Regions from separate parts of the Zea mays genome. Here region 1 is linked to region 2. A link is a contact called in public Hi-C data. All regions are on one chromosome and are shown on one strand. Each heading gives the region's core, a stretch centred on a gene start, on an enhancer-like site or on the middle of the called end of the contact. The rest is flanking DNA. Distances are from core to core; before and after follow the strand shown.

Region 1 (5,480 bases), core at 913-3,412, 240 kb before region 2:
ATCGAGCCATGTATCCTCGCAGAACCTTACCTGTGATCCATCTTTTAGGAGAAAGGATCCATAGCAAAAAAAAGTTGGCTTTACTTTCATTAAGCCACACCAGAAGTGGGAATCCCCAAGTTTCCACTCAACCTGAGACAAAGGTTTTGAGCCTACATATTTATTGCGGAGAAGTTGTTGCCATATTCCATCAGCGGTGAGTAGTTTGTATATCCATTTACTAAGGAGGGCAGTATTCGTCGTATTCAACTCTAGGATTCCAAGGCCCCTTGATCCTTAGTTTGACACAGAATATCCCATTTGACAAGTCTATATTTCCTTTTGTTATCATTCCCCTGCCAAAAGAATCTTGAGTGGAAATAGTTGAGCTTCCTAAGGACTCCTTTAGGAAGGTGGAAGAAGGACATCATATACATCGGTAAGCTGCTGAGTACTGAACTAATCAAGGTCAAGCGTCCTCCGATAGACAGGTGTTTCCCTTTCCAGCTGCTAAGGCTCTTTTCAAAGCGCTCTTCAACTTTAGCCTAATCCCTAATTCTTAATTTTCTGAAATGGATTGGAATACAAAGGTAGCTGATGGAGAGTTTCTCTGGCTTACATCCAAAGAGTTCTATATAGTGTTATAATTTCTCTTAGGCAGCCCCGAAACAAAGAAAACCTCACTCTTGTGGAAATTGATTTTTAGACCTGAAGCTTGTTCAAATGCAAATAGAAGCAGCTTCATATTGCACGCTTTGTCTATGTCATGGTCCATAAAGAGTATAGTGTCATCTACATACTGGAGTATTGAGAGTCTGCCATCCACAAGGTGCGGAATTAGTCCCTCGAACTGTTCATCCAGTTTAGCCCTACTGATGAGAACTTTTAGCAAATCCACCATTATATTGAATAATATAGGGGACAAAGGGTCTCCTGTCTGAGCCCTTTTTTGTTTGGAAGTAGTGTCCAACATCATCATTGACATCCATCGCTACACTTCCACCCGAGATGAAGGTTTTAATCCAAGATATCCATTTGGGCGAGAAACCCTTCAAACGGAGTGCCTGGAAAAGAAAAGGCCACCACACCTTATCATAAGCCTTCTCAAAGTCTAGCTTTAAAATTACTCCATTATGTTTTTTCCGATGGAGTTCATGTGATGTTTCGTGCAGGATTACCACCCCTTCCAAAATATTACGACCTTTAATAAAGGCAGACTAGGTCGAGCTAACAACCTTATATGCCACTGATCCTAACTTGTTGGTGGCCACCTTGGTGAAGATTTTATAGCTCACATTCTGAAGACAGATTGGCCTATACTGTTGAATAACATTTGCCACCTGAACCTTAGGAATGAGGCTAATTTTTCCAAAATTGAGGCTAAACAGGGGGAGATATCCCTTGGCTAAATCCGTAAACATTTGCATTAAATCATCATTGACAGTTTCCTAGAACTGTTGATAGGATTCAACCGGAAACCCATCAGGGCCCGGAGCCTTATTGTGGTTCATTGAAAAGATAGTCTCCCGAACCTCGCTTTCCAAAAAATCTGTTATGTATTTCTTTTTAAACTATGTTTTACTTTGTGTTTGATAGTGTGCACCAGGGTAGGTTTTAAGCTAGCTTTGTCCCTAGATTCAAGCCTAGAATTTATATTAAAGACGGATCCTTTAGCACCGAGCATTACAACCGGGACTAAAGATTAGGGTCTTTAGCCCCTGATACCTAGTATGGGTTGGGAATCCGATAGTCGGTTCGCAACCAGTATGGCAGTACATATATATATGGATCAGCGTGATGTGATTCGAGTGTATTTTTACTCATCTTGTATGCATTTTCTCTGTACTTCGCTCCAGCTTGGCATGCTCATAGACCTGCTGCCGGATAGGGCTTTACCTGTACTGAAAAGAGGAGTAATTACGCTTCAAAGTGTTTCTTCTGCTTATAAAAATACCACTTCCGATGGCAGTATCTCCTCCCTTTCTTTTTTTTCTTTCCAATCCGTGGCGAATAAAATCAAACAGTTTCCTGTAAAATAATCCGTCTGTTCCGAAGACCACCGCGCCCATTCCCCTTCTAGAAGCCATATCTTGCGATTTTTTAATGTAAAGCAAAGGAAGGTTCAGTTCAGACAGCGAAGGCGCGGGAAGAGCGAATGGTCGAGAGTCGAGACACTTGCGAGCAACCAGCGGTGTCTTCGCATGCACTTCCTTCCTTTATTTCTTTCTTTCCGATTCTTCAACCCGGTCACCCACTGGTTTAGATTCCTCCAGCTGCTTTGTGTTGCAGCCACAGCTAAAATTAAAAAGCAAAAAAGGTGGTGGAAAATACATGCATCATGGATCACTTCACTCCGAGTCTACGTGTTCACCGAAAGAGAAGGAGAAAAAATAGCGGTGGTCCCTGGACCGGCAACGATCGACGAACATAAAAGTTTGTGCGCTCAAATTGGCTAGCAACTGTGCTCAGTGCTCTCATATACATGTCCAAATGGACGTGCTGGGCCAGCCCGGCACGGGTACGACTGGGCACGGCCCGACTCAGTCGTGCCCAGGCACGGCACGCCAGTTATACGGGCCGGGCCGGGCTGGCACGTGGGCCATTTGTGCTGCCCAGGCACGGCACGCCCAAGGTTAAACGGGTCGGGCCGGGCCGGGGGCATGTTTAGCCCGTTAGTGTCGGGCTAGGCTTGGGCCCAGTAACCAAATATACATAATATAACAGATTTAATAGAAATGCACATAAAATATCACATTAAACCATACATGTACACAGAATACATCAAATTTAACAGAAATACTTGTGGAGCCTTAGTACAATGCTGCCTTATTAAAAACCTTCCTAGGTAAAAACTCACACCTCGTGAGAAAACCCTAGGAAGGAAAAGAGTACAGCCAGCTCCTTAAATTATTTATAGGTTCATAGTTCAGTCCACAGTCCATATGAGCATATTACAATAAGAGAACATAAATAGGTAGGCCAAGAAAGAGAGAATGAGTTTAAGGTTGTTTGCTTTTGGAACTCTTTGGTGCTGCTTCCTTTCTCGCATCTCCTCCTCCTTCATGTTCCTTTCTTTTGTTCCCTGGTGATACTCGTTGCTCATCATCTAGGTACATATCTTCAAAGGTTGCTTCAAGTTTTTTGGTTTCCTTCTCCACAGTATGTTGCTTGTGCTGGTCAGCCAACTCCCAATCCTTGATACATGAGAGCATTTCCACCATGTCTATCGTCAACCGTCGTCGCCGCTCCTCGAGCACCCTGCTAGCTAGACTGAAAGTAGATTCTGAAGATATTGTAGAAACACGGACAGTCATAACATCTTTAGCTAGTATAGAAAGAATAGGGTAAGTTTGATTGTGGCGTTGCCACCACATAAGAATGTTGAAATCAGGCCCAAATTTAGTTTCAGTGTCACTATCAAGGTAAGAAGTTAACTCAAATAAACCAGTAGATGTACCAGTATTACTGTAATTTTCATAGCACCAAAAAAGTGCTATGATAAGGAACTAAATGTTTAAGCATCAGGAATGTTGAATTCCACCTAACATCCATATCTATTCCAAATTTACGTGGTCTAACACCAACACTCATGCAGTACTGTTTATAAGAAGCAATTCTTTGATTTGAAGAGTTTAAAAATGTTATAGTTGTCCTAAAGTCTTCAAGATATGGTTGCAAACGTTTCAAACAACTTTTAACAATCAGATTAATAATATGGCAAGCGCAACGCTGATGCAAAAAGATAGTACTCAAATCACTCTCATTCCTACTAGGTGCAGGTATCAAATGGCCAATATAACCAGAAAAGACAGGTTTATCACGCATAGGGACAGAGGTGCTCGCGTCGGCCGTTGGGCTTGTGGAGCCCGTGTATGTTCGGGTCGGTTGGGTCCCGGCGGCGTCCAGATCGATGGTAGCGGGACCAAGGAGGAGGCACCGAGCATCCTCTGCCTCATTATGTGCTTCAAGCCGCCGCTCCTCGACCACGGCATCGATATTGAGCTCATCGTCAGCCGAGTCCATGAACATGGCCACCGCCTTAGTCGGCTTCTCCGGCTCCTCACGGTGCGCGGCGCACACACAAGGCGCACACCTGAACAAATCAAGCTTATGGTTAGGGTTACGTGCTCACAGCGGCGGAGCGAGAGAACGAGAAAGAAGACGGCTCACACGGCGGCGGATCGAGAGAACGAGAAAGGAAAACGACACCTAGAGACCGAGAAAGGAAGACGACACACACACAAACGACTCACGGCGACGGAGCAAGAAAGGAAGAAAGGACCGAGAGAACGAGATTTAGGGTTACCTGCAACACCGGAGCACCGGATCCACCAACGACGAGGCATGCGACAGAGGTAGAGGAGCGAGCTTGGCGCAGATCGAGGTTTAGCCGTTTAGGGTTAGGGTTCGGGTGCACCGAACAAGCGGAGCGAGAAAGGAAGAGGATAGGACGGACCGAGAGAGGAAGAGGAAGATTAGCGCCGGGCCGTCGGTCGTCGGCCGGAGACCGGAGTTCTCCACCGGCGCCGACCCCCAGCAAGCGCTAACCCTAAATCTTCAAGCCGAGTCGCCCGCGACGCGAGAGAGGAGAAAGGAGCAGAGCAGGCAGCAGGTTCTGAAATTTGAAGAATGCGACCGCGTGTCCGCGGGGAGTCGGGGGGACGGACGCGTTTTTTACCCGGGCCAGTGCCGTGCCATCGCCTTAACCGGGCTGGGCCCGTGCCAGCACCGCGTGCCAGGCCGCCTGCCCAAGCACGGCACGCGCACCGGGCCGGGTCGGCACGGGCACGGCGGCCTGCATGCTGGGCCGGGCCTGGGCCGTGCCAAGGCGTGCCGGGCCATGGGCTACATATCGGACCCGCCCGGTTTGGACATGTATATGCTCTCATCGTAAAAGGCGAGATCTCTAGTGCCGTGTTCTTGTGGGAGCCGTGGCGTTGCCGCGTTGGAGGTGACGAGAGAAGGCCAGGAGGCAGTTGCACGCTCACGTCACATGGCGCTGTCTTCCGAACAATGACGCCCCCGCCCCCCTCTTCAACTTGCCCAAATAATAACCGAAGCAAGAAAAGACTCCTCTGCTACGCGCATCAGCTCAGCTGGACAAGATATCATCATGTCGTCGAGGCGAGCACAACTAATCAGAATATATATCTTTTTGTGAAGTCCCAACATCTACTCATAATCAAATCACATCAAGTCAGCGAGCAGCAAAAAAAACAAAAAACTTGGGGTGAGAGAGGCTCGAACTCTCGACCTCAGGATCACTCATCAGATAGCTATGAGACCTACGCGCTAGCCAACTGCGCCACCACCCCTTTGCTGTATTTGTTAACTTAGTACAGTTAAAGTTGTGTATACACCATGACAACGACAAAGGGAACACAGATTCGCAGCAGGTTCTGAGTGAGACCCCACTGCAATGGAATCAGCATCACGAATTCAACGGCAGCTGACGTTGCAGGACAGACGCACGCTGTGCACTGCCACTGCAAACTCAGGCG
Region 2 (5,967 bases), core at 877-3,376:
ATATGAAGGAAAGCGCATTTTACATAGGACAAATATCATCATGTATTCGACATGAATTTGTTTTGCAGGAACTTACATTTCTGAGCTGAATAGATAAGCAATGTAAGGATATGATTGAGTATATTTGTTCAGGATCACAAAAATACAAAGGATATGATTCAGTTGTTCGGTCTTAAGCAACATGGGAAATTCTTTATAGGCTTGCTTAAATGGAGGATATTGTAGCAAAAATCTAATGGGCCTGTTTGGTTCAGCTTTTTTCTGATCAGCTTTTCTGAAAATCCGGTTGTGGAGAGAATCTGGCTGTGAGAAAAATCTGAGTATCGTGGGATTACGTGCGGAGGAAGATGAAGTGGTTCAAATGTTTCAGGATCTAGAAAGCGATGAATTCCTACTATCGCGACGACTCAACCGATTTTGTATTCATGTTGATTTTAGACGTTTTTACCAAAATGATTCTTATAGAAGCGGGCTGAAAAGCTGTGGTGTTTGGCAGTCCGCAGCAGCTTTTGGTGGCCAGAAGCTGAAAAAATCCCAAACAAACGGGGCCAATATCTGATTATGCAAGTAAGACAATTCAGTATCTGACATGCATGATGACTAACATCTCTTCACCACATGGGTTCCAAGTTAGCATGTAAAAGGCCACCTAATTAATATCCAAAATTCAAGTGGAAAAAATGTAATGATGAAAAATTGGCCCGACTCTCACTGACCTGCACTTGATCAGTTCTGTTGGACAAGCCAAGAAGGAGACTGCGATTCCAGCACCGGCGCCCGCAACAACCTGCTGCTTCACTGTCAGCGGCACACCAGGCTCTGACCTGAGAAACGCCTCCATCTGCCCCCTGACACTGAACAAGACAGCGTTGAAGGCCGCTACGGTGGCCAGAGGTGCCCCCATCCCCTTGTATAGGCCCCTCGGACCTTCAGCCGCGACCGTCTGCTTCACAGCATCGATGGCGCCGGCGTACTTGGGGAGCTGTCCGGGAGCAGGGGTGGGCTGGCTCTGGAGCTTGACCTTGATGGTGTCGAACGGGTGCCCGACGATGAGGTTGGCAGCCCCTCCCACGGTCCCAGCCGTCAAGTCCTTCGCAACGTCCCCCATCTGTTAACTGCAACGAAATACAGTTCGATTTGCAATGAACTATGAGAAAACTACAAGCGACTTACTTTTCTCGATGCAAGTAAAGGTTCACAGCAAATTTTGTATCAAACACCGGGTTGTCTGGTCTGGATGAAAATTTAGAATGAGCCAGAAAAGCAAAGTACCAACAACCAATTTGACGGGGAAGGGGGACAGGGAAGAGGGGGGGGGGGGGGGGGGGGGGGGGGGGTGGGGGGGGGGGGGGGGGGGGGGGCCTGCTTCCGCCAATGGTACTACTGGTTATTTTGCAATAAGACAGGTAAGCTGCGCAAAGCTATCAGAAATGCACAGTATGGCAGTCGTCAATGGACATGTCAAAGAGAACCACACCGTGGTTTGCAACATACAGAACCCTTGACGGAGAAGGTGAAGAAGCGCTGTGAACCATCAGAATCCCCATGATCCAATCGCGCACATGACATGGTGCCATCAGGGCTGAAGACACCACCCGCTGTCTCTAGAGGGAAGGCAAAGCCACGGAGTCGAAAACCTCACCAAAGAGGCACAGACGCCAGCCATATTAGAGGCACACGGCGCCGTGAAATGAATCGCAGGCCAGATATGACGCACGAGCGCGCGCAGAGCGGGGAACGGTACGAGAGGGAGACCTAACAAAGCAACCCGATGACGATGAGCAATGCAGCGAGACGAGGAGGGCAGCCGCGGAGGGGGCGGCTCACCTTGGGGTTGGGGCTGGGGTCCGGGTGGAGGTGGTCTTGGAGGCGGGCGCCGCCGCCGCCGCTGCCTGGGACTCTGGCTCGATTCGAATCGGGTCGCGAGTGGTCGGTGCTGATTGATCGATCTGTCGACTGCAAAGGCCCGAACCGTTCGAGAGGGGAGTTGGTCGCTCGCGGGCGTGGGGTGGCTGGGTGGGTGGGTGGAGTGCCGGAGCGGAACTGGACAACTGGTTGGTTCACGGTCACGGGGGCTGTTCCGCGGGCGGCGGGTTGCCGGGTGGGTGGGCGAGCCGGAGTATATAGGGTAGGCTGCCATGGTCAGCTACTGACCTACTGCTACGACAGTCTAGAGGCACTTCACCTTCAACTACCAGCGATGCAACCAATCCAACACGTTTCGTAAACGTTTGGAATGGCACGGACCTCTGATCCGGGGGTTGGTGGGTGGATCGGTGGATGGATGCGGACAGGAACATGGCCTACGTTCATATCCTCTGTGCCCTCATGTCTCAGCTCACGAAACTCGAACCTATATATTATATTTTATTTCTAAGCACTAGATACATCTAAGAAACATCTTCATACGATCAATGTATTTAAGTACATATAACTAAGAAACCTCTTCGTACGACTTAATATATCTAAATCTTATATCTTATTCACTAGAATCTCTCAAGATACCACTCATTTATATGATTTGTATGTGTAGAATCATATCAAACTTAGAGAAACGTGTTAGAGACAGTTCCTTCACTAAGATGTCGTCTCTTAGGTTTTTTTGCACTTACTCCCTTGACATCACTTAAGATACGGGGTATTTACTTACGTTGGTTGTACATGCCCTCAAACAAACTCTTGCTTCTTGTATTGTGACGGAGCTAGAGATGGCAATGGGTACCCGAAACCCGAAACCCGATGGGTTTTTACCCCATTAGGGTACGGGTTTGGGTCAATTTTCATACCCATGGGTTTGTAAATGGGCATAAATCTGTACCCAGCGGGTTTATGGGTACGGGTTTGTTCCTATAGTACCCAAACCCGTGAACCCGTGGGTTTTTTAAACCCGACCAAACCTAGTGCATATTGTCATTTTATTTTATAAACGAACAACAAACTTGTTATTCCTTATTTACTTCATAATTTTTATCAATTGGTGAATGTATCAGTAGTCGGTGAGAGTGTTGCTTGCTTGATATTATAGTTTTTACTAGCGTTATATATGTGGTGGATGGATAACTTAGTGCAAGGTCACTTAATTATACAACTTATTATTTGTATTTCATTCTCTCTACTAATAATTTTTATACCAAATCATGAACTCGTTGTTCATTACATAGATTTTGGATCATGATATCATTAATCATTACGATACTTATTGATTATGAGAAGAACAAGTATATTGGAGATGAAACCCGCGGGTAACCCATGGGTACCCGTTAACCCGATGGGTACGGGTTTGGGCAAAATCTCAAACCCGTCATGGGTACGGGTTTTTTAATGGGCATAGATATTTTTCACGGGTACGGGTTTGGGACGGCAAAACCCAGCGGGTTTGTACCCGTTGCCATCTCTAGACGGAGCGCTGCCGCACACAACTAGATATGGCAATGGCCCCAATCCCAAATTTCCGTGGGGAATTCCTCCATTAGGAGACAACGATGGAAAAGTTTCTTCCCCATAGGGATGTAACTGCAAAAATTCTTCCCCCGACGGGTAAACGGGGATTGGACAGGGAAGCATCCTCATCCCTGTTCCCCGCGGGGACCCGTTAAACCTACACGTGATAATGTTTTCGTGTACTAGTTAATGATAAAAAATAAATAATTACCTTATTAAGAGATCAATCATTGTACAAATGTGTTTATTTTGATGAACAAATAATGATTTATTACACGTAACAATATGTATACGTGTGTTGACGCCTTTTTGGAGCGCCAAACACTCAACAAGAACCGTGACGGTGCCCTCTGGTCAGGCGCGGACGGACCGCAGCCTTGGGTCGGACGGTCCGCGACCTGGGCGCAGGAGCGGTGTCTTCCCTGCGTCACACCGGACGGTCCGCAGATCTGGGCCGGACGGTCCGCGACCTGGCGACAGGGTCGTCTTCCTCCTCCTTGCTGGAATCTAGATCTCGTCCCCTGGGGGGAAAGATCTTAAGGTGCTCTGGGTCGACAGGTCACCCGGGGCGTCCCCAGACGACGTGGAGTCGCCTAGGAATTAAGAGATCAAATCGAGGAAGAAGTCTTGGATGGACAACTAGATCTTGCCCCCCGGGAGGGGTGAGATCCTAGGGTCGTCTTGGGATCGGCAGGCCACCCAAGACGGATCTAGACGACGTAGAGTCGAATAGGGGTGGATGTGGATATGTGGAAGACTACAACTAGAACTATGCTACATCTACTCCTAGGGCAGGAAAAGTAAATAAGGTAATTGGTTCGATTGGAATGTGTTCGGGGGTTCTCAATCGGCCGTACCCCTTTATATTTATAGGGGAGGAGGTCTGGACCTTTTCCTAAGAGATAGCCAACAAACTCCCACGTGATTAGATGGATAACCACGCACGAGATAAGGATAAACATCCGAGTTAATCTAATCCTGGGACACACGGACCGTCCGGGCCCATGGGCCGGACCGTCCGCTCATTTTGGTGTCCAACATATGCCCCCCTGCCTTTTGGTGGAGCTTGGCGAACCAAAAGCATCAGCGAAAACTTCGGAAACAATTGACCTCATGAGGTTTTGTTCCCGAAGTAAGGACTCAGATCGATGCAAGTCATCGGCTCTTGCGATCAGATAATATAAATACTTGATGGGACTTTAATGCACAGAGGCCGTTTCAGATCGCATCCTCTTCGGCCATGTCTACCTGATCAACCTGTCAATAGGCAAAAACTTGTGGTGCCCCCCAGCCCAAATAAGCAAACGGATTGGGCCAGTAATACGAATTCATCGCCGTACCACCTCACACATGAGCAGGACAACACATCGGCGATGGATAGAACGGGACGCACCATGCTATCCCTGGAGGAGGATGACAAGGCGATCTTGGTTGTGCTACCCTTTGGGTCTGTTTAGTCGGCTTTTGCTTTCGCACAGGTCGCCCTTTTGACTTCGTTTGTTTTATTGGCTGGTTGTGTGGAACGGCCTTCTTCATATATTTGGCAAGCAACTGACCAAAAGTAGGGCCGACTCTACTGAGTCGTCCAGACGTCTTAGTAGTGTTTTGTTTCCTAACACTTGTGTTGGAACGTTGTGGTCCGATGGTCTGAGGTTGCTGCTTCTGACCATCTGCGGACCGTCCGGCCATCATAGCCGGACTGTCCGCGCCTGTCTCGGACTGTTCGACCTTAGTACCCGGATCGTCCGGCGTACGCAGGACATGTGAACGTGATCGGGTGTCCGATCGTGCTTGCCCCTGGTGCCTCCGGTCTTTCTTTTGTCCGGAGCCTTCAGAGTAACCATTCTGCATGACATATTTGGTGTGCGAGGATCACCAATGGCGATATTTTTATTTTTACTTTTATCGGCCGCACAAGGCCAAATTATGGCCTTTTTGCTCGTTGGCTCTAATGTGGTGACAGGAACAGGTGGCCTGTCAATTTTCACCTCTTTTTGAAACCTCAACCGGCCTTCGTTTATAGCCGATTGTATTTGCCGACGGAAGACGGCACAATCATTGGTGTTATGGAGAAAGGAGCCATGCCATTTGCAATAAACACGCCCTTTTAATTGTTCAACTAGAGGAATTACATGTGACAATTTAATATTACCATGTTTAAGCAACTCATCAAATATTTTATCACATTTAGTAATATTAAATGTGAACTTAACCTTTTCCTTTTGTGTCGAGTGCGGGTAAGAGCGAACAAAAGGTTTGGCCTTAGTGGGCCAAACAAGCTCAGGGACCTGTGACTTTTTTAGTTCTTGGGGCTTGGGTGGCCGATTATATTTATGTCGGCCTTCCGCACTAGGCGCATCGCAGGTGACTTCTGGTGCTCCGGACGGTCCGACCTGCACAGTCGGACAGTCTGCGGGTGGATCGGACGGTCCGGTACTATCCTCGGACTGTCCGGTCACGTCAGGCAACACCTGTGACCCTTGTGGTGGGCTCTGTGTAACTCCGGATTGTCCGGCGTAGGGTGTC

The links. Hi-C and Micro-C count contacts between places; a contact is called where the count stands out from the background.
Region 1: a Hi-C map of leaf shows a contact between it and region 2, with 2.8 times the contacts expected there. The contact joins the enhancer-like site here to the promoter of LOC118476033 in region 2. A contact is called at or near these places in 5 of 25 Hi-C or Micro-C datasets (bundle sheath, ear, endosperm and 2 more).

The regions. Positions count from the first base shown.
Region 1 is chr1:100,844,838-100,850,317 of Zm-B73-REFERENCE-NAM-5.0, reverse strand. It overlaps TRNAM-CAU (transfer RNA methionine (anticodon CAU)), which reads right to left and starts at 5,294; the gene lies at 5,206-5,294. Within about 2 kb of position 2,162, at least 5 of the 20 cell types and tissues checked have an H3K27ac peak or open chromatin away from gene starts, as enhancers often do. A contact at or near this core is called in bundle sheath and leaf, where this site is marked.
Region 2 is chr1:100,600,686-100,606,652 of Zm-B73-REFERENCE-NAM-5.0, reverse strand. It overlaps LOC118476033 (mitochondrial carnitine/acylcarnitine carrier-like protein), which reads right to left and starts at 2,126. Exons shown (of 3, transcript XM_035964058.1): 1 at 1,828-2,126; 2 at 717-1,115. The coding sequence starts at 1,108.